Linked DNA regions of Mus musculus: all the other regions are linked to region 1. A link is a contact called in public HiChIP or PLAC-seq data. All regions are on one chromosome and are shown on one strand. Each heading gives the region's core, a stretch centred on a gene start, on an enhancer-like site or on the middle of the called end of the contact. The rest is flanking DNA. Distances are from core to core; before and after follow the strand shown. Region 1 holds the start of Rpl7l1 (ribosomal protein L7-like 1). Region 2 overlaps Ubr2 (ubiquitin protein ligase E3 component n-recognin 2). Region 3 overlaps Ubr2 (ubiquitin protein ligase E3 component n-recognin 2).

The links. HiChIP or PLAC-seq counts read pairs in DNA pulled down with a chosen protein or histone mark.
Region 2: an H3K4me3 HiChIP or PLAC-seq map of bone marrow-derived macrophages shows a contact between it and region 1, with 2.4 times the contacts expected there. The contact joins the enhancer-like site here to the promoter of Rpl7l1 in region 1. A contact is called at or near these places in 1 of 39 promoter capture datasets (liver), 4 of 115 datasets of contacts at active chromatin or transcription factors (the 230-238 cell line, the SCID.adh cell line, bone marrow-derived macrophages and 1 more) and 2 of 9 other capture datasets (adipose tissue and pancreatic islet).
Region 3: a contact with region 1 is called in a CTCF HiChIP or PLAC-seq map of the NIH/3T3 cell line, with 15 read pairs. The contact joins the enhancer-like site here to the promoter of Rpl7l1 in region 1. A contact is called at or near these places in 5 of 39 promoter capture datasets (the 3T3-L1 cell line, the C10 cell line, hippocampal neurons and 1 more), 2 of 15 datasets of contacts at CTCF or cohesin (CD8 T cells and the NIH/3T3 cell line), 4 of 484 Hi-C or Micro-C datasets (bone marrow-derived macrophages, cortical neurons, forebrain and 1 more), 11 of 115 datasets of contacts at active chromatin or transcription factors (the 230-238 cell line, the NIH/3T3 cell line, bone marrow-derived macrophages and 6 more) and 3 of 9 other capture datasets (adipose tissue, liver and macrophages).

What each region holds. Positions count from the first base shown.
Region 1 is chr17:46,781,141-46,784,229 of GRCm38.p6, forward strand. It overlaps Rpl7l1 (ribosomal protein L7-like 1), which reads right to left and starts at 1,516. Exons shown (of 7, transcript NM_025433.3): 1 at 1,479-1,516; 2 at 643-751. The coding sequence starts at 1,492.
Region 2 is chr17:46,993,583-46,996,671 of GRCm38.p6, forward strand. All of the region lies in intron 2 of Ubr2 (ubiquitin protein ligase E3 component n-recognin 2), which reads right to left. Among named protein-coding and RNA genes, the nearest start is that of Ubr2, 15 kb to the right of the region's middle. Within about 2 kb of position 1,584, at least 131 of the 459 cell types and tissues checked have an H3K27ac peak or open chromatin away from gene starts, as enhancers often do. A contact at or near this core is called in the SCID.adh cell line, bone marrow-derived macrophages, liver and 1 more, where this site is marked.
Region 3 is chr17:46,932,035-46,935,123 of GRCm38.p6, forward strand. Ubr2 (ubiquitin protein ligase E3 component n-recognin 2) reads right to left here. Exons shown (of 47, transcript NM_146078.3): 45 at 2,041-2,211; 46 at 419-520. Among named protein-coding and RNA genes, the nearest start is that of Prph2, 23 kb to the left of the region's middle. Within about 2 kb of position 1,692, at least 97 of the 459 cell types and tissues checked have an H3K27ac peak or open chromatin away from gene starts, as enhancers often do. A contact at or near this core is called in the NIH/3T3 cell line, bone marrow-derived macrophages, cortical neurons and 3 more, where this site is marked.

The DNA.
Region 1 (3,089 bases), core at 266-2,765:
CACACACCTGAAGAGGGAGTCAGATCTCATTATAGGTGGTTGTGAGCTACCATGTGGTTGCTGGGATTTGAACTCAGGACCTTCCGAAGAGCAGTCAGTGCTCTTAAGGGCTGAGCCATCTCTCCAGCCCACACGTGATTCTAAATAAACTTTTAAAATTGTTGGATACTTTTGGTTTGAGACAGGTTCTCTTTATATAGCCAAACTCTCCATTTTCCTGTCTCAACCTTCTAGAATGCTGAAAAGTGTGCCACAGATAGCAATTTAATCGCAGCATTCTAGAGGCCTAAGTAGGCTGATCTGTTAGTTTGAGGCCAGCCTGGTCATACAGTATTCCAGACCATATGTACAGACCCCATCTAAGAAACAAACCAACCCCAACAAAACATTTTTAAAATAATCTATTTTTTTCCCTGCCAAATTTGGTTTTACCACTAAATTTGAATTCAGAAAATGTCTTCACTTTTCCCTTAAAGGCTGGTCTAACATTTTGCTCACAGAAAGATGGTGGGTAAATCTTTGCTAAATGGAGGACTATGAGGGAGAAACCTGTGAGGGATCTGATAACAAATCTAGTTCAACGAACACCGTTTAGTAAAATCCGTCCACTACAAATCCTAACCCCCCCCCTCTCAGAATTACCTCTCTCTTTGCCAAAAGTGCCTGCTTTGCCTGAGTGGCTTTGAGGGCTTGATAAGCCTTCCTCTTTTTCAGAAGATTTTCTGGAACCAAAGGAATTTTTTTTCTTTCCCTGATAAAGGAACAAATTTGACATTAATGAAAATTGCCAAACCAACATTTGGTGGCTTTCCAAACCAATTCGAGATCCTGGTCTTCCCGGGACCTAAAGTTTCTGATGAGTCTTCGCCGTGCTCCTGTAATGCTCACTCGTCCCGAGAGCCTTTAAAAATCAGGAAAAACCTTTGCTCTCTGGGTTCGTTTTGGTCCGTGGAGCTTTAACAACTGTAGGCTATGACCTGTCACTAGCGGCAAGGAAATTCTAGTAAAATCCAGAAAGGGGCTATCACAGATCCATCAAGAAGAGTAATGATTAAGTCGAGCTAGGATGAGGTGGGGGGGGGGGGCACATGAAAGCAGGAGGGGGAATTGGGGGGAAAGAGCTTGGTGGAAGACGCAGGGGAATAAGAGATGATGGGGAGGTGATACGATCAAAATACACTGTACGTGTGTACCAAACTGTGAAAGACATGACAGCCAAGCTGAGCGAACTCAACTCTGGCGCTACGCAGCCACTCGCCCCTCCGAACCTCAGTTCCTCTTCTCGCTGCTTCCAAAGTCGTCCCGATCCCTGGTCGCGGAGCCCTACAGCATCTCAGCCCCCACCTTGACTTCATACTATGGAGCCTTTTTCTTTTCTCTCCACAGCCCACAGCTTCCTTTTGTATCACCAGAGTACAAACAGAAAGGATGGCATCGGATCCTCAAAGCCCCATAGAGAGATCCGAAGACACACTCACCCTTCCTCCGCCATCTTTCCGGTGCTTCAGCTACTGCGCTTGCGCAGCCTCACCGGGCGGGGTAGAGAGGCCCGCCTCGACGTCTCTTGTATCATAGAGACGGACTCTCGCTCCCGCAGGAGGACTCAGGCAGCCTGAGATTCCTTAGCGAATGTGAGCGTCTGGGAAAAGGTCTTGCTAGCCAGGATTCCGGCAAAAAACCCTCCAGTTTTCTTCCCATCCCTTCTAAGGTCTCTAGAGTCTGACACCCGTCTGGATCCAACCCTTTTCAGTTAGGCTGTAGGGTCTCGAACTCGGCCGCTTGTGAACAATTTAAAGGCTTTCCACAATGCATCTGCAGCTTCCGCTACGGCACGGGCTCTACAGAAGTTGGCCGCCTTGCTTAGGTGAGGTTTTTATTCCCGGAGACTTGAAGGACCGACGTGGCACTCACATTTGGTGGGCGGTTATTTGTGGAGGATTTGCGGAAATAAAAATGTGTCACCTACTCTGTGAGCCTTTGAATTCCTCACCTTTCTGCATCTCGGCTTCCTCATCCGTACAATGAATATCTACGGGTTCCCAGTGGCCGCCAGGGGGCTCCTTAAGATTTACAAAGCCTTAGCACAAGTTGGGTAAACAGTGGAGCCAGAAACTAGAAATGCTCCATTTCCATCTCAGAGCCTTCACTTGTTTAAGTTTCTCAGAATTTACTCCCATTGCCACATACTAGCACAGTGCTGTTTTATGCTAGCACAGTGCTGTTTTATGCTCTAGCCTAGGACAACGCCACTATATAACACTAGAAAGGGTCGCCACCCACAGCCTTTATCCTACACCTTTGGCTTATGGGCAGGAGACTTTTCTTATTTTCTGTGTCTCTTCTGCACCTCACTACACCACTTCACTACAGTGGGACTCTGCAAGGAATTGTTGAGTACCCAAGGACTGATACATGATGTTGGAACACACTAAAAAACTAGTCCACTCAACACGCTAATGTCATTACCAGATGAATGTCAAAGGAGATTAAGGGCACGACCTCTTCCGGCCTCCTGCACCAGGCATACCAGGTATTCTAAACTATTCCATGGATTGCGCTAGAACCATGCTTGTTTTTAAGTTTCCTCAAAAATCTCTGTCCGGGGCTGGTGAGATGGCTCAGTGGGTAAAAGCACCCGACTGTTCTTCCGAAGGTCCAGAGTTCAAATCCCAGCAACCACATGGTGGCTCACAACCATCTGTAACAAGATCTGACGCCCTCTTCTGGAGTGTCTGAAGACAGCTACAGTGTACTTACATATAATAATAATAATAATAATAATAATAATAATAATAATAATAATAATAATAAAATATATATATATGTCCCATATTGGGTGAGCCACTTGTCTATGTGACAGAGAAAGAAGAGCAAAATAAAAAATAAAAACAATAGTCCTAGTGGGGACTGTCGCTGCTCATCTCATAATATTTGCTTGTTTTTAAAGATTTATTTATTTATTTATTTATTTTACTTATATGAAAACGCTGTAGCTGTCTTCAGACACACCAGAAGAGGGCCTCAGATCTCTTTACAGATGGTTATGAGCTACCATGTGGTTGGTAGGAATTGAACTCAGGACCTCTGGA
Region 2 (3,089 bases), core at 334-2,833, 210 kb after region 1:
ACTATCCAGTAATTGTACTAAAGCTAACTAAATCAATATGACTTTGACTTGATTGCTGGGGGGCTGGCCAGGTCATAGTAAGAACTAAGAAGAGTTACTAAATACCTGTAACAACAACAACAAGGATTCTACCAGTGACAAAACAGCAGATGCCACTCCCCAAAAATCTGTTGGATCTTCACTCAATGCAATCAGCACAAAGGTTTCCGCTTCACACTGGAGCGTGCGAGGAGCCCGTGAGCACACATGCGACTGGAATGGTCCATTGCTCCACAGGTCCAGGAACACTGACCCCGGAAGCTAAGCAAACCCCTAAGTCAGAGTTTGCAAGTTTTTGTGGAAGTTGCATCTAAAGTGGAGGCCAGAGAGTGCTGTTATGTTACTGTTTCCTTTATTCCGAGACGAGGCCTCTCTGTACAGCCCTGGCACTCACTATGTAGACCAGGCTGGCTTTGAACCCACAGAGATCTGACCACTTCTGCCTCCCAAGTGTTGGGATGAAAGGTTTTCATTATTTGGCTCCTTGGTGTTCTTAGATTCATAACTATCTCTTCTGGATTTCCCCGTCTGGATGGGTTTCTCTCAGTCTCACCTCTAGTGCATAAAGGCAATTATGTTTAGTATCCATAATAATCAAGACAGCTCTGACAGTTTGCGGATTTGCTTGTCTATAGTTAAATAAATAAAAAATTTCCCAAAGAATGGGGCAGCAAATGTTCCTATGAGACACAGATGCCTCATGTTCTAAGGCAGAGGGAATATTTGAGGCTGCAAACCCAGAATGGCTGGGTTTTCTATACCTAACCTGAAGAACACTCTCCAGAGTAGCTAGTTGACAAGTAAATGCGACTGAACGAGAATTGGAAACATACAACTAACAGCACTACTAAAGAAACAGTGGGGGCTGGAGAGATGGCTCAGCGGATAAGAGCACTGACTGCTCTTCCAAAGGTCCTGAGTTCAAATCCCAGCAACCACATGGTGGCTCACAACCACCCGTAATGAGATCCGATGCCCTCTTCTGTGTCTGAAGACAGCTACAGTGTACGTATTTATAATAAATAAATCTTTGGGCTGGAGCAGATGGGGCCGACTGGAGAGAACAGAGGTCCTAAATTCAATTCCCAACAATCAGATGAAGGCTCACAACTATCTGCACAGCTAAAGTGTGTAGTCACATACATAAAATAAAAAAGGAACAGAGTGAGCAGCAAAATGTCACCTTTGTACTGTCCCAGCACTCTCAGCAGTAGCCCTGGGAGCCGACAATGTTTGTTGTTCTGCCTGAGGCACTAGATACATGTTTCACATCTGCAGCTGGGAAACAGGACTCACAGGGCAGCCCAGTTTGGGATAACAGGGGATGTGAGCTCAAGACAAGTCCATCTTGCTAAGTTACCAACATCTCTTTCCACAGCCCAAGTGTGCTATGTGGCAAAGTACCTTTGCGTGTACTTTGTGGTAAAAGAGGGCAGTACCACAAGACAACTTGCTTTCCCACGAAGGGTCAAACTGCATGGAGGCTGGCTGCTGATGCAACCTCAGAGCTATGTTACAGCAGGCCATCCTGTGGCTGCTGCAACATTAACCCACAGCACCGCCCACAGGGGCTGGACACAGCGTGGCCAGCTGTGCTGATGGCCAGCCTTGCAAACTAGTTGTTCCCATCATGCACCTGACACACGTGAAAACCCCATGTAAGGACAGAAAGAGTGAAGCGTACAGGGGCAAACGGCACCTGTCTTAGAATGGGTCACCTGAACTCCTTCCTCTCCTCCACCTAGTGTGTCCATAAGACAGGGGTCCCGTACTCCAGCAGCACAGTTCTCTGGAGGCCAGCATGCCCCCCTTCTCTCTGCAGTAAAATTCATCAACATCTCCTACTTTGGGATTCTTACCCCACAATTCTTTCTCTAGGGCTGACAACCTAGGAAACCGTATCGAGGTCTTATTTTGCTTTCTCCATCTCAGAAACTCCCCAGCCTTTACTAGGGATGACAGTTCCAAACAACAGGCCACACTTCTAAGTTTCAGTGGTCACAAGAAATAATCCATTAAAATAAAAGAAGAATACTCAAAAACACTTTTTTATTTATAGATATGTGTGTGTGTGTGTGTGTGTGTGTGTGTGTGAGCAAGCCTCTGTACCACAGTGCACATGCAGAGGTCAGAGATGACCTGCAGCTGTCAGTCCTCTCTTTCCATCACGTGGTCTTGAGGATCTGACTTGGGTTAAGGCTTGATGACAAAGACCCACTCCTGCTGAGCCATCACCAGCATATCACATGTTTTCCAATACTTATTTTTAGTATCTTAAATTATATGTATTTCTGTGTATCTAAATGTGGGTATTTGCACCTCGAGTGCACTAGCCTGCATAGGACAGAGGTGAGTTAGCCTCCCTGGAACTGGGGTTACAAGTGGTTTCAAGCAGACCGACATGGATGCTGGGAAGGAAACTTGAGTCCTCAGCAGACAGTGCTCGGAACTGCTGAGCCGCTCTCCAGCCTCCGTGATTTATTTTTAACAAAAAAAGTGCATGTCTACACATCTGAATTTAGCTGAAAAAAAAACAAAAAAAAAAAAAACAAAAACAAGACATGAGCCCATTTTCCCACATTTTATTAAATATGAGTGAAACAACAACTAACACTGGCATGTGAGAATAAAAGGCAGGCAAGAATGAACAAGGGCTTGGTAGTCAGAGGCCTGGTGTGATATGACACACATGTTCCCCGCCTGTGCCTTCCTAGTGGCTTGAATAACACGGAGGTGCCTCAGGCCTCAGAAAACAAACTCCTTCTGACCTTCTCCTGCCAAACCTGTTTTCCCTTCTAAGCCAGGTTACCAGAACTGGAAGGACACTCATCCCAGCCTTTCTGTCCTGAAGATAGCCATAAAGAAACTTGAGAGTAGCTAAGTGGATCCTAATGGAGATTCCAGAAGCGTTCCTGCCCCACAGCACCTACAGGAAATGCTGCAGAGGCTGAGAAGAGGCCATAGACAGACTTTGCTGGGTTTATCCCTCAGCCTAGTGTTAGCATTGGGTCTCACCCTTGCTGTCCAATCATGCTCCCGAGCTTCTCGGC
Region 3 (3,089 bases), core at 442-2,941, 150 kb after region 1:
CAGGCAGAAGCTAGAAGTCACCCTCAGGTGTCTTCCTCCTCAGTCACTTGCCAGTGTCTCCTGAGACAGTCTCTTGCTTTTTGTCTGAGCTCACTGACTTGGTGAGGCAGAGAAACACCTCCCTCCCCACCCCCCTTCCGCACTGAGGTCACACCCAGGTCCTCATGCCCACATGGCAGGCACTTTACCAACCAAGCCCTCTCCCCACCCACTCCTGGCTTTCCAAAGGTGGCAAATGCACACAAAGCAGGAGCCAGGTGTGCTCCTTGAGAACGAGTCCACAGGTGACAAGTCCACGGGTGACAAGCTACCTTCAGCAGAGCCCACTCCTGGGTACCAGCCCAGCTGACTTCAGGACCTCCCTGCTTATCATGCTCTCCACGAGGCTCATCTTCCTAACCCCAGGCCGGGTCCTTACCTGAGTCCCTGGTCGGTCTCTCCATAGTCGTCAAGGTAAGGAGGAGAATAAAAACATCCTTTGGTTTTGCCAGCTAAAAATAGCACCTGACATTCCCGCACTCTGTGGAGAGAGCATTCATCTTTGTACATTTATGTAAGTAACATGATGTTGATTCAACTCAGAGAAAAGGCTTATGTAAGGAAACACATGCACAAAAGGCCAGGTCAGGAGACGAGAGCAGCTGTAACAGAGATACCTGCGAGTAGCAAGGTATCCGCCCAAGTCTGGTGCAGGGGACTTGATCACACTGTGAACCCTGAGACTGTGTTACTTATGGAAAAAACTGTTTCTAGTTGTGGTACGGCTCGGTTTTAATCCCTCTGCTGGAATACAGACTTGCCTTTAGGACATACCTTTAAATCCATAGTTTGTGGAAGGACACAGCCATGTTTGGAAGTGACGTCTAATGGAGTGGCAGACAGAATTATGAATCAGAGAAAGATCTGACAGAATAGGATGTGCCTCACTCTCTTGAGGAAGAGGAAGCTACTTGAGAGAGCAGCGCAGAGCCAGAGGGAAGAGAGAAGGCAGATTTACCGGGAGGGTTTTACAGAGACAGGCTGAAGAGAGACCAAGCAGACACGGTGAAGACAGAATGAGTCAGAGAATGAGAAGGAGCCAGAAGATCAGAGGAGCTTGCAAAGGTAGCATGAGGCCAAACAGAGCAACTCAGAAGTCAGTCTGACTCAGTCAGCATGGAGAGGGGTGTGAGTCACAGCCAGTCAGAGCTCAGAAAGAACCAGGAAGGGTGAGCTTATTCAGCACAAAGTCTCAGAGGCTGGAAACACTGTCGGCCTAGATTGGCCTGTGTGCAGTCTGGAAGTCCCCAGGCCTAGGCCTAGGTTAGCAGACGGAGGAGGTAAGCCTCCGAGGTGCCAATTCAGGAGAACAAGGGACTCTTTACACAAGTGTTCAGTGGAGCCATGCGGCGGGAATGTACCTGGCAATGACGTGCTGCAAATTCAGACAGTGACTGTGTCGAGAACCCAGGGCTCCAAGCAGAATTTAAAACAGCTAAGTGTGGGGAAAGACAGCTCATCTTTTCCCCACAATTATGAGAAAATTACTCGTTTAAAAAATGACATACAACAGTTACTAAGTATTTTTATCTGAGTACAGGACCCAGTGGCAACCCGTGCCTCCTCAGAGAAAACCTAAGAGCACCACAGAGGCAAAGATGATGCTGGGCTCTAAAGATTTACAAATTTATGCTTTATGTGTAAGTGTGTGAGTCCACAGAGGCCAGCAGAGGGCAGCAGATCCCCTAGCACCAGAGCTACAGGCAGTCGTGAGCTGCACTGCTGACCCAAATGCTGGGACCTGAATACAGGTGCTCTTGTGCTCCGTCTCTGCAGTTCCTGACGGGGGAATTCTTTACCTGAATTTGGGGAGGAAACGAGGGACAGGGATCGCCCCACATTTAAGGAGGCACAAAGGGGAGCTAAGCTGTCAGTTGGGAGCTGTCACCAGCCATACGGGAAATGTGAGAGCCCTGGCTCTTTGTAGTCTGCACACAGTGGCACAGTGGCTTCGAAAGTCCCCGAAGTGCTCAGGTGAACACGGCCAGCCGAGGGCCTTACCTCAGGAAGATGCCGGCCCCGGAGCCGCAGGAGTAGGTGTGTGCTGTGCAGGCTCCGACGTCCTCACCCTCCAGCTCAGCTTGGCAGCAGTAACTCTGAGAGCAGAGGAGACTCCCACACACGAGGCACAGAGTAGGAGCTCTGCTCTTGTCGCCACCTGATTTGGGGCACCTGGAAGATAAAGACAGCACTGTTACAAAGGAACAGGCACAGAGCACCCTGGAAAATAATCTGTCAGTATTCACCATTCTGTGACAGGACACTGGGACACACACTAATACCACCTACCAGAAACACCTAAGGGAGCAACATCTGGGACAGGCAGATGGGAACACTGTGTGAACAACAGGAACTACTATTGGGGCACGGAAGAGTGATGCCTCAGTCACGTACAAATCTCAGACACAGTGTGCAAAGTACTGCAGACACAGCCACTTAAATGGAGTGACGCGGAACAGACACCCATGTTAGCTTCCCAGACACATGGGGAGGGGGCGAGAAGAAGCTTCAAACAAGAGATGGCTTCTGTTAGAATGGCCTGTGGGCACATCTTTGGAGACACTTTCTTCTTGATGGCTAATTGATGACGGGCAGGTGGGCCCAGGTTATATAAGAACGCAGACGGAGCAAACCAGTGACAGTGTTCTTCCATGGCCTCTGCTTCAGTCCCCCGTCCAGGTTCCTGCTCTGAGCCCCTGCTCTGACCTCCCTCAGTGACAGACTGTAACCTGTAAGCAGGTTAACCCTTTTCCTCCCCACGTTGCTCTGGTCAGTGCTTTAGCACATCAACAGAGTAAAAGAGGGCAGAGACTCAGCACAGCACTCAGAGTGACGTGTCTACAGAGCAAGGAGGGAGACGCAGGAGATACCCAGAGACAGAAAACTCCTTAAGAATCACAAATGCAGGCCAGGTGTGGTGGCGCACGCCTTTAATCCCAGCACTCGGGAGGCAGAGGTAGGCGGATTTCGAGGCCAGCCTGGTCTACAAAGTGAGTTCCAGGACAGCCAGGGCTACACAGAGAAACCCTGTCTCGAAAAACCAAAAAAAA